Linked DNA regions of Mus musculus: region 1 is linked to region 2. The links are chromatin contacts, called in public promoter capture Hi-C maps. All regions are on one chromosome and are shown on one strand. The core of a region is the stretch at or near the end of the contact, and the rest is flanking DNA. Distances in the headings are between cores, read along the strand shown. Region 1 has its middle 140 kb from the start of Adcy1. Region 2 holds the start of Ramp3 (receptor (calcitonin) activity modifying protein 3).

The links. Promoter capture Hi-C pulls out the DNA fragments that hold promoters and counts their contacts.
Region 1: a promoter capture Hi-C map of second pharyngeal arch cranial neural crest shows a contact between it and region 2, with 3 times the contacts expected there. The contact joins the enhancer-like site here to the promoter of Ramp3 in region 2. A contact is called at or near these places in 4 of 39 promoter capture datasets (embryonic stem cells, maxillary cranial neural crest, second pharyngeal arch cranial neural crest and 1 more), 6 of 484 Hi-C or Micro-C datasets (embryonic stem cells, nephron progenitors and stem cell-derived epiblast-like cells) and 1 of 9 other capture datasets (embryonic stem cells).

Annotation. Positions count from the first base shown.
Region 1 is chr11:6,923,179-6,928,866 of GRCm38.p6, forward strand. No RefSeq gene overlaps it. Among named protein-coding and RNA genes, the nearest start is that of Adcy1, 140 kb to the right of the region's middle. Within about 2 kb of position 1,818, at least 21 of the 459 cell types and tissues checked have an H3K27ac peak or open chromatin away from gene starts, as enhancers often do. A contact at or near this core is called in second pharyngeal arch cranial neural crest, where this site is marked.
Region 2 is chr11:6,657,263-6,662,857 of GRCm38.p6, forward strand. It overlaps Ramp3 (receptor (calcitonin) activity modifying protein 3), which reads left to right and starts at 1,271. Exons shown (of 3, transcript NM_019511.3): 1 at 1,271-1,365. The coding sequence starts at 1,311. It also overlaps the pseudogene Gm11978.

The DNA of each region.
Region 1 (5,688 bases), core at 568-3,067, 270 kb after region 2:
AAAACTTCATGCCACTGCGAGGTCACTCTCTCTGCCTTGTACTTGTGGTTGAGAATGTGAGCTCTCAGTTTCTGGCCCTGGCTGTCATGGCTGCTGCTTGCTGCCCACATGCTTCCCCACCATGATGGAATCTTATCCCTGGGGAACCTTAAGCCAAAACAAACTCTGTTCCAGACATTGCTTTTTGTCCTGGCATTTTTATCATGGCAGTAGAAAAGTAACCAACACGAAGATGTAGCATTCTGTTGCCTGTGCAGCAGTATAGGAAAAAAAAAAATCAAGTTTCTATGTTATCACTTAGCAACATGGTAATGAAAAGCAGAAAGACCTCTATTTTGTCTCTTTTATGTGCCAAAATTAAAGTCTGATAATATTGTGTATTGGGAAGGAGGTTGAAAACCAGGTCCTGGGGTGAAGAAGTAGTCCTCCAAAGTCACAGACGAGAGTCTTCAGCTCAGGGCTCCTATGTGGACTGTGCTTCGAAAGGCATATCCTTAGAGAGAAAACCAAGCTAAAATTGGGGGATAATCTAGCCTTACTGATATCCTGATATAGTAAGTGCAGACTAGGAACTAGGCGTTCAGAGGGGACATAGGGAGGCAAGAAGCCACCTGCAGGCAGCCATGGAGAGGGAGTCTGTCCAGGCCTCTGGGTTGAAGGTGTCTCTGTGTTGGTGTTTGTCATGGATGCCTGGCCTGACTAATGCAAGGAGGACACAAGAAGCAGATAAAATCAAACGTGCTGGTTATACCCATACACAGGCCGGAAAGTTGTAAGTTCTTAGAGAACACTTGCAGAGGAGAACCAGGAGACAGGCGGGAGGCCTCCTCCCCCTCCCCCCAGCTTGGCTTAGATTACAGTGAGGGGAGAGGAATGAGGGGAGGGGAAGCAAGCAGCGGGGAGGAGCCACCTACTTTGGCTTACGTTGAGTTACAGAAATGAAAGTGACAGAATAAAGAGGACAGATTTCCACTGAACTCAGTGGGAACAGAGGGGCCCAGCTGCCACAGTGATAGATCCCAGGACTAGTCTCTGTGGGAGAAACTAGAGCCCCACTGAGTCACAGTTGAGGCCTCTGCTGGGGGTATGAGAGGAGGGGATTAGCGCTAGCATGGTGGGCAGGGTGCGTTAAGTCTCCTCTTTGGCTTCAAGAAGGTTAAGTCAAAACAAAACGCAGGACTCCCGTGCGAGGTGAAACGGGTTCAAAACTTCCAGTTATTAAATGCTGAGAAAATTAGTGCGGTGTCGTCAATATTGATTTAAGAAAGACGTTCGTAGAGTGTTCCAGTCAAACAGTTACTGAGGTGAATTTCCTCAGAGATTAGAAATCCTGGTTAAAACATCCAGGGAGGGTGTGAACCAGGCCTTTTGGAAATCGCTTCTTCACGTGGTGCAAATGCTTGCCACAGCTGTTGGAAAAGAACCATTTGCACTGACAGCCACTAAAGACACACTCTTAACAGAGTGGTGGACAAATAACCTGACAATCAGAGTGCACAGGTCAGAGGAAAGAGGGAGCCTGAGAGGCGGGACGCCCTGGAAGACAGGCTTGGGAGCCACACACCACCTGACTGAGAGGCCATCTCATCATGCAGCCTGTGTTCATGTTTGGAAAGGGGAATGGGGGTGGGGGGGAGCCTGGTACCAGTGCCTCTCATCCAGCGGTGTAGCTGAGAACATGACCGGAACACACAGGGAGGGAGAGAAGGGATGTCCTCCCTGGCTCGCTTCGGGACATCTTTATGTATATAAAGGGCCTGTGATTTCAAGGTCTTCCTAACGCTCTGCTTCCCCCTCTTTAGGGAGCCTGAGGCCGTGCCTGAGGAATATGGGCCCCGCCCACTGCTTTCCATGTCTTGCATTTACAAGGCTGCTCGACCAGAAGGTATGAGGGTACCCTTTGAGATGCCCCCATCATCTCAGGCATGTGAGTCCTTGGGCCCCAGTGGAGGGCTGTTTGAGGAGGTCTGGGAGGTGCTGCCTTGCTGGAGGAGGCATACCGCTGGGGGCAGGTTTTGGAGCTGTAAGCTTCACCCTGTTTCTAGGTTACTCTGCTCTGTGCCTCCTCCAATTGAAGATGGGAGTTCTTTGCTTCCTTCTCTGTGCCCTCCATGTGTTGCCTGATGCCCAGCCATGATGAGCTCTTACCCTCTAGAGCCACAAGTTAAAGCAAACTCTTTCTCCGTAAGTTGCTTTTGGTTACAGAGTTTTATTACAGCGACAGGAAAGTAAGTAAGTCGTACACCCCTTTTTCATATTTAGCTGGGGCGACGCGGCTAATCTAGACCAGGACGAAGAGAGTGGAGTTGGCACCCACACACGACAGCACTTTCTGCTTCTGGTCACTGGATTCCACAGGCTTAGAGTCTTCCTTAAGGCCAGGGCTATATCTAATCCATCCAAATGCCCGGTGGCAACGTTGTATCTGACAGGGAACAAAGACACCATAAATATTTGTGGTTTAGTTGGATTTGAGTCATTGCCCCTGTAACAGACACGGGCTGGCATTCATGAGGCCTATTAAGGTGACATGAACTCCCTAGCAGGTATCCCTTGATGTCTGGGACAGAACCACAGCAGACCTAGCACTTCTTTAAGTGTCAGTCTTAACCTTCCAGAATCAGGGATTCATGTATTCCTTATATGTATATTTTCAAGAGCATGTTTCTTTCAGAGTTCCTCAGCTTCATGATAGTAAACGACTGCTCCTGAAACATAAGCTCTGAAGCTATAACCTCCACTCTATAGAGCTGGCCATGCAGGTGCCTTTCCTCGTGGCACATGCAAGAAAGCCGTTTCTGTAGTTACTAATGGGCTACGAACCTAAAACTTCCCCCAAATAATTTGCACATGAATTTTAATGGGGACTGGAAACTAAAACTCTGCCCTTAAGCAACATTCCCAAGCTCATGCAGTATTAATGCCCCCATCAAAGATGTATATCTACTTAGGAAACCTCTCAGAGACAGAGGTTCCCACTGAGCAAGGTGACATCTGCCACCGCAGGGATCAAGTTCTTTTCATAGTGCATATGGATGTGGGGACCACGATTTACATACAGGGGGCCACCCCGCCCTCAGAGAACTAATGCCAACTGAAGAGCTGTGGCAGTCTATTATCCACAGCAGTGAGCATCATAAATTATGAAGCCACTCTAGCTCTGCGGGCACAATCTGTCTTGACGTGACAGGGAGGTGCAATCAAATGGCAGCGCGCCTTGCTAGTCTAGAAAGGCCACTTTGATCTTGAGACGCTAACGTGGAGGCCGCTATGGCCCCCAGTCATTTGGGTTTGTTTTGTTTTGTTTTGTTTTGTTTTGTTTTGTTTTGTTTTGTTGTTACCTCCATTATGATTACTATTCAAGAGAGAATGAAGAGGTCCACCGCTTTGCAGATTCTTTACAGCAGAAGTTCAAGGGAAATCCTTAGAAGTAGGTGATGAGGCAAAGCCCTGAAAGAGTCAGGATAGAATCGTGTGGCAGGGGCAAGAATTCCTAAAGCACCCCTTCACAGGGAAGGAAGGATACATATACAACAGGGTCCACAGGGCCCAGGCTCCCCTTGGCAATTCCCTGTTGTCTTGAAGCCAGATTTTCAGCGATAGTGCTTCCTTACAAATGGCACATAAGAACATGCTGGGGTAAGGTAGGCAGATTGCCACCTTGTGCCTTTAGAAGCTGTCTTAGGCTTGGCTAACCAAGTGTTGAGTGAAGAGCCCCCAACTTCTACATAGGAGTGAAATTAAGGCCCACATAGTGTCCCTGACAGCAGGCATCAGCTTGCCACTTCCTGAAAGGAAAATAAGTTTTGGCTTCAAAGTTGGCAGTCATGTCAGGAACACATCACGTGAAGGAGAAGCATCCAGAACGCACCGGGAGAGGCTCGTGGAGATGGCATTGTGAGAGCCCTGACTGTTACAGTGACTGGCTGGGTCCAGATCAATCGTCCATGGATGTCTCCAGATTCTCTGCTGCAGGTAAAGCCATGTCTGTCACTCCCTGATCTCCTGTTGCAAAAAAAAGGTGCGGGGGGTGGGGGTGGGCTTAAAAATGAAGCTCAGGTAGATAGTAAGAGTTTTAAAGAGGCTGGGCCTGGTGGCTCCTGCTTTTCTTTAATCCAGCACTTGGGAGGCAAAGGCAGGGTCTCTGAGCTACAGGCCATCCTGGGCCACAGGGAGAGCTCTAGGACAACCAGGGCTACACAGAGGAGCCCTGTCTTGAAAAAAAGCAAAGCAAAACAAAACAAGGCAATAACAACACTAAAGAGCTTTAAGTAGGAAATGAGTTGATAGAATATTTCCCATCTAGTTTGTAGGGTCTCTCTAAAGGCCTGAGAAGTTTATTCCACAGAAAGCATTTGACATATTGGGAAATGCAACTGTCAACTTAAAAGTTGGAATGAAAACAAAGTTTTTGAGGTGCGTATGAACAGAACATTTAGTGGGGTGATGTCTCGAGAACCATCCTTCCTAGTCAGGTGGGAAACCATGGGACTCTATTAGCAGGAGGACCAGGGCTTCCTAGTTTCATCCTTCCCAAAGGCAACTTTAGGTCAGGAAAGGTTTATTTGGCTTAAAATTCTACGACAGAGTCCATTTTTTTTTGAGGGGAGTCAAGGCAGGAACTTGAAGACAGCTCTCTTTTATTCCACACAATATTACTTCCAATCAAGTAACTCCCTTCACATTCAAAGGAGCAAGGCAGCGGCCATGGAGGATACTCCCAGGTGGCTGACAGGTTTCTGCTTAGGTAGCTTTCTTACACAGCGCAGGACCACTTGCCTAAGGAATAGTGTGACCCACAGTGGCTGGGCCCACCAACACCAGTTAACAATCACGACAACTCCCACAGACATGGCCACCGGCCAATCTTGTCTTTGTAGTTCCTGAACTGAGGAACCTTCCCAAATAACTTCAGGTCACGTCATAGTGACAATGAAAATTAGCCGGAGCCCAGGAAACTACAGCTCAGCCAAGAGGAATGAGTTCTCATTCAGTGGGTTTTAAAAAAGAAAAGGAAAGAAAAAAAAGCACATGAACCTGGGAGGGACATTTGTGGGAGATAGGGTAGAAACTGGGGGAAAGGGAACGGGGAGCGGGATTTGACCCAAACATATTATCCGCCCATGTGAAAATATCAACTGATAAGGAAGGAAAATAGAGAAAGGTGAAACAAGTCCTTCCAAACAGATTCAAGGAGGCCTCGGTCGCTGGAAGGGAGCGCCATGAAGGGCTTTGAAAGGCTCGTGTTGCTCATGATGCTTATGAAGTCCGTGAGGAGAACTGAATACAGCGGATGCGGGGATAGGCAACACGCTGTTGGATTTCACCAGGAAACAGTCCGGAACAGTAGGGAGCTCTAGTGAGCTTAAAGGCGGGAAGAAACTGTCCAGACCGCGGCACGGCCTCTGAGTAGGCAAGACTACAAGAGTGGCAGGGCCCCAGAGACAACAAACAGGGCCTTGTGGCCAGACCTGAGTGATGGCGCCAAAGGCAGGCTAAAAGGGAGATAGATGACAGAGCATATGTAATGAAATATGCATATATTTGACAAAATGTTGCAAATTCAATAAAGCTCACCAAGTCACCAATTTAAGGACCACCACAAGTCCCTCCTGGTCTAAACGCAGTTGTGATGTCCTCTCCCTCCCTGAACCCTAGGGCAAACCAGATACAAACTGGTAAAACCAA
Region 2 (5,595 bases), core at 21-2,520:
TGGTTTTTAAAAATGCTATTTTTTTTAATCTTTAAGATTTCTTTGGTTTATATGTATGGGTGTGCACAATTGCGTGCGGCACCCTCAGAGGCCAGAACGAACTGGATCCCATGGAGCTGGCGATACAGATGATCATGCGCTACCTCCAGTACCTGTGGGAACCAAACCCAGGTCCCCTGTAAGTGCCCTTAACCACTGTGACATCTCTTCAGCCCTAAAGTAGTTACAGGGTTTTGTTTGTTTATTTGCTTGTTTGTTTTTGTTTCTGGCTTCGACCAGAATTTTCTCAGTGAAAATTCACAGAAAGTTGTAGTGAGCCTTTCTAGGTCAGGAAAGGTGAGCTGAGCTCAGTGATGGGGCGTGGGAGACAGAAGTGCTTGTTTAGGTGGGGAAAGCCATCCTCCCAGGTCTGGGCCTTAGCTCTCAGACCAGCAAGTGCTTTCCTGGGGGACAATAAGCTTTGGAGGACAAAGAGGTCTGCTTTTCTCTTTCTGAGGAGTGGTCCCAACATTGGGAACAGGAAGCTGTCCTGGGCTTGAGGGACAGATGTAGTCTATGGTGGGAGAAACTGAGGCCTTTTCTTTTCTTTCTACCTGCTGATTCCAGAAGCCAGGTCCTTGGAGGCCCCGTCACTGACCCGCCTGCCCTCAGTTAGCTTCAGACTTAGCCATTTGTGTTTGCATGTGTGCACACCCAAGCTCCCCTCCCCAGTGCCTCAGTCTGGAAGAATGCCCCCCCCCCCCCCATCTGCTCAGCAACCCACTTCATGCCCTTCTCTGTCCCTTGGAGACAGGCAGGGCTCTCAGACTTGTCTCTGCTTAAATTTATGTGCCTGGCTTAGGGGGGTCCCACAGGACCTGCAAGGATGAACCCCGGGTTTCTCCGAGTTCAACCTCTTGTCTGTCTTCTGCCTGGCTCCCCTCTATCAACCTGTACTGCATAACTCCCTTCATTTCTCCAGCTTGCTTCCCAGTTTGACACTGAGGTTAATCCGGCTCATCCCCAGACCAAACCTGCAGTCTTCCGGTTAGAACCCCTTCTCCATTCCCGCCACGCTGGACTGGCTCTCCCACCCGACTGCACTTCCCCTTCCTCTGTTCCAGTCTATATCCCAACGCGACCCCCACCTCCTGTCCCCACCACCTGCCCCTCCAGAGAGAAGCTGAGAATTCTAGGCAACGGAGGGAGTCAGGGGCGGGGTGGGGGCGTGGCCTGGGTTGGGGCTCTCCGAGGTCCCGCCCTGGTCCCGCCCCAAGCCTCTTACCTCCGAATGTCGCTGTTGCTGCAAGCCGGCTGCATCTTAGTTGGCCATGAAGACCCCAGCACAGCGGCTGCACCTTCTTCCACTGTTGTTGCTGCTTTGTGGTAAGGAGACATTTGGGTCGGGGTACTCCATCTCCTCGGGTCCTTGGGACCCACGCGGACTCTCTCCTTCCCGCGTCCAGCCTAGGCTGCGCTCTTCCCCCCCCCCCCCCCCCCCCAGAGTTTGGAAAAGACACAGGCACGCTGACTCCAGCACATCCTGCAGGTTTTGTGGAGGGTCTTCATAACTCCTCCAACCTTAGAAGAGCTGAGGGAAAAGGCTTTGAGCTGCAAGGGCTGCACAGTTCCCTGTGGGGTAGAGATATTCTGGGGTCCAGGGAAGGGTCTTTGGTGAGGTAGTGAGTTTCTTTCCCATCCTGCCCCGGGCACATGGCACACAGGTGCAGGTAGCTAGAATCCTTTTCCAGTGAGAAAATCGGACTCAGGGAGAAACATTGCTTTCACAAGATAGAAATGGGATAAATATTAAGCTTGTTTTGAAAGGGGTGTGGAGGGAATAAAGTTAGTAGGGAGACATATTAAAGGAGCCTGAGGGAGTTTAATGGGGCGGGGAGAGTAGGAGTGGATATGCTCAAAATACTTTGTATACATATGTAAAATTTCAAAGAATAAAAAGTGAAGTATCTTACTGAAGAAGTTACCCAAGGATAAATAAGAGGATACATGTATGTGTATGTGTATGTGTATATGCTTGTGTACACACATGTATGCATGTACCTGTGGCTCTGGGTGTGCCTGATTGTATCTGTGTGCCTGTGTGGGCATGTGTGTGCATGAGTGCCTGTGGAAGGGTTTGATAGGAGAGGGCTTGCTGGGCAAGGCCAGTGCTTGGCTAGAACTGTGAGGGAAGCTGTTGGCAGGAGGGGGCTCTGTCCTCCAGGAGGAGGGGCTCTGTCCTCCAGGAGGAGGGGCTCTATCCTCCCTCCAGGTGGAGGGGCTCTGTCCTCCAGGGCCATGGTCCCGAGTTTTCCTTACTCTCCTGGTTCAGCCTCCTTGGCTGTAAGATGAAGTTGGACCTGTTTGTAGTGTCTTCCTCAGTGTTGATGACTTGGGATGCGGTCTGGGAGTTGGGACAGAGGTGGGCCAGACTCAACAATTAGTTCTCTCCCTTTGAAGAGGTCTCTGCTTACAGAGTGAGACCATTTTTCGTGTTCTACAGTGGGCGCTCAGGCTGGGGTAGTTTTATGTTGAAGGCTGGGACTGTGACCACCTCCAGAAGGCAGTGAGCTGTTTTGGGATTTCAGCAAGCCTCCAGTGCAAGGCTCCCCTGGTGAGGAGTTTGGTTTCTAGAGGAAGGAGGTCCAGAGTTTATCTGGAAGGAAACCATGTCTCTCCTGACTGTTTCTAGTATGGAACTGGGAAGCAACACAGACAGAAACCTCATGAAATTGTAGCAATCCTGGTCCCCAATGGCCACCTTTCCATCCTACTGTGGAAGTCCCCACAGTCCCCAACAGCCACCTCCCTATCCTACTGTGGAAGTCCCCACTGTCCTCACCCATGGGACCAGGCTTCTTAGTGGCCGGTCAGGTTCAGCCTTCTCACAGACCTGGCTACAGTGAGTCTGGCCAGCCCGGGAGTCAGAGATGAAACATGTACTGTCACACGCAGTCTGGCCAAGGTGGGGTCTGAGCTCTGCAAGGGATGAGCTGAGCTTCCTAGCTCCCAGGAACGCTGACTGCCACCTATGCTTTGTTGACACTGTGATGTCTGGAACTCTAGATTCTGAGCCTAGTCACTGTAGAGAACAGCATCAGGAGAGCCTTTGTTTCCAAACAATAAAGGTCTCGGCCTGTGGGGCTTCCTTGAAATTCTAACGTACTCTACAGGGACACTTTGATGCTTCTCAGGGTCCTGGGATGAGGAGTCCAGCAGGTAGGTATCCACCTATTGGCTCTTAGCCTCAGTTTCCCTGTTGTTGGCCTGAGTGTAGCTGTGGAGTGCTGCTGTACGGACTGGCTTGAGTCAGTTAAGTTTGGCCCAGTCACTCTGTGGTGGAGCCGAAATGCTCATGGAAAAGCAGAGGCCGCTCCTGGTATATGTGTTCCTGTCACCATGAGTGAGAGCACCCGGGATCTGTGTGTGCACGCATGTGTGCGCGCGTGTGTGCCCACATGTGTGTCTGGGAATGTGAACACAGTGCCCCAATTTTTATCATGAGTTATATAGTAATGCGCTCTGCCTCCCTGTCACCTGTCACACTCACCTTGAGCCAAGCAGGTGGCAAGCAGTGCTGGAGACCTAAGGTCTTGAAGAAGGTGGTTTGTTAAACAGAATCTTTAGTACTGGAGCTGCCTTGGAGGTCATTTGGCCCATTTCCCGGATGGGGGTTCAGGTGAAGGGAGAGAACTGCCCTAGAGACTGCAGCCCCCAGTGCCAGCCAGCCACGGCCTTTGTGCCCTAGAGACTGCAGCCCCCAGTGCCATCCATCCACGCCTTTGTGCCCTGGAGACCGCAGCCCCCAGGGCCAGCGTTCATGGCCTTTGCGCCCTAGAGACTGCAGCCCCCAGTGCCAGCGTCCACGGCCTTTGCGCCCTAGAGACCGCAGCCCCCAGTGCCAGCGTCCACGGCCTTTGCGCCCTAGAGACCGCAGCCCCCAGTGCCAGCGTCCACGGCCTTTGCGCCCTGGAGACTGCAGCCCCCAGTGCCAGCGTCCACGGCCTTTGCGCCCTAGAGACCGCAGCCCCCAGTGCCAGCGTCCACGGCCTTTGTGCCCCAGTCTGTTGATGCTTATTTCCACAGAGGATGAAGGCGCCTGGGTTCATTTCCAGATGACTGAAGACAAAGGGCCGTTCTCTAGGAAATGCATCTGTCCGGCTGTTTATCATCTCTCGGCATCTGGAAGTCACTGAGACAAAAGATGCACGGGGCTGAGTGTTCTTTGTTTCGGAACAGAGCCATCCAGAATGGATTTCTACTTTGATTTAGTTCCTGAGAACTTTACAGATCAGCCAGTAGCTTGAGTGGCGGTGACCCACTTTCATGGAGTCCCAGGGGTCAGGGTCTTTACTCAAGACTGCTGTTATTTTGGGTGGGTTGTGGGGTGGCGCTGGAAGCCCTTTTAGCTTTGTATGCATCTGAAGTGATGACTAACTGGGGTCCCCTGGGAGGGCACTGCCTGTGACCCTGTGCTTGTCTAGTGTGGGCCCAGAGCATTTCGAAACACTCCTGATCAGGGCAGGGAAGTCAGCAGGTCTGCTTGAGGGTGGCACACAGTCTTCATGGCACCTCACACCTGCATGGGACAGACTCTTGCTGTGTCATGCCCTGAGGGGCTCAGGGGTAAACCAGGCTTCTGGGAACAGGCAAAGATTCTAGCCATCACAGTAATCTGGGGATCCTTGGAGATCCTGGGATTGTCAGAGATCTGGGGCACATGGAGATTTTGGGGTGTATGTAGATTCTGGAGCATCTGAACATTATGGGAGCATGGAGGGGTCCAGGGCACACAGAGATTTTGGTGGTGTGGGGTTTCTGGGGCACATGGAAGTTCTGGGGTATGTAGGGCTTCTGGGGCACATAAAAATGCTGGAAAATGTGAAAACTGGGACACATGGGGGTGTCCAGAGGCAGAGCTGGGCGGCAGGAGTATGGTGAGAGACTCCCCACCCCTCCTTAGGTAGCTGGGTTCACGTGGCTGAGGGTGGTAAAGTCATGGAGGAAGGGCTGAGCAAGACCTTGGATTCTGACCAACCTGGTGTGTGTGATGGAGGAGTGTGTGTGTGTGTGTGTGTGTGTGATGGAGGAGTGTGTGTGATGGAGGTGTGTGTGTGTATGTGTGTGTGTGTGAGATGGAGGTGTGTATGTGTGTGTGTTAGATGGAGGGGTGTATGTGATGGAAGTGTGTGTGTGTGTGATGGAGGTGTGTGTGTGTGTGTGTGTGTGATAGAGGTGTGTGTGTGTGTGTGTGATGGAGGTATGTGTGTGTGTGATGGAGGTGTGTGTGTGTGTGTGTGATGGAGGTGTGTGTGATGGAGGTGTGTGTGTGATGGAGGTGTGTGTGATGGAGGTGTGTGTGTGTGTGTGATGGAGGTGTGTGTGTGTGTGAGATGGAGGTGTGTGTGTGTGTGATGGAGGTGTGTGTGTGTGTGTGTGTGTGTGTGTGTGTGTGTGATGGAGGGGAGGAAATCTGTCATCTTTCATCTGCCTCCTAGGATTCTGATTCTCTCTGACTTCCAGGGTGAAGAGAAGAAAAGGAAGAGGGAGAGGGAAGATGATCAAGGGGCATAATGGAAAAGGAAGTGGGGGAGGGGAAGGGGGAGAGGGGAGGGA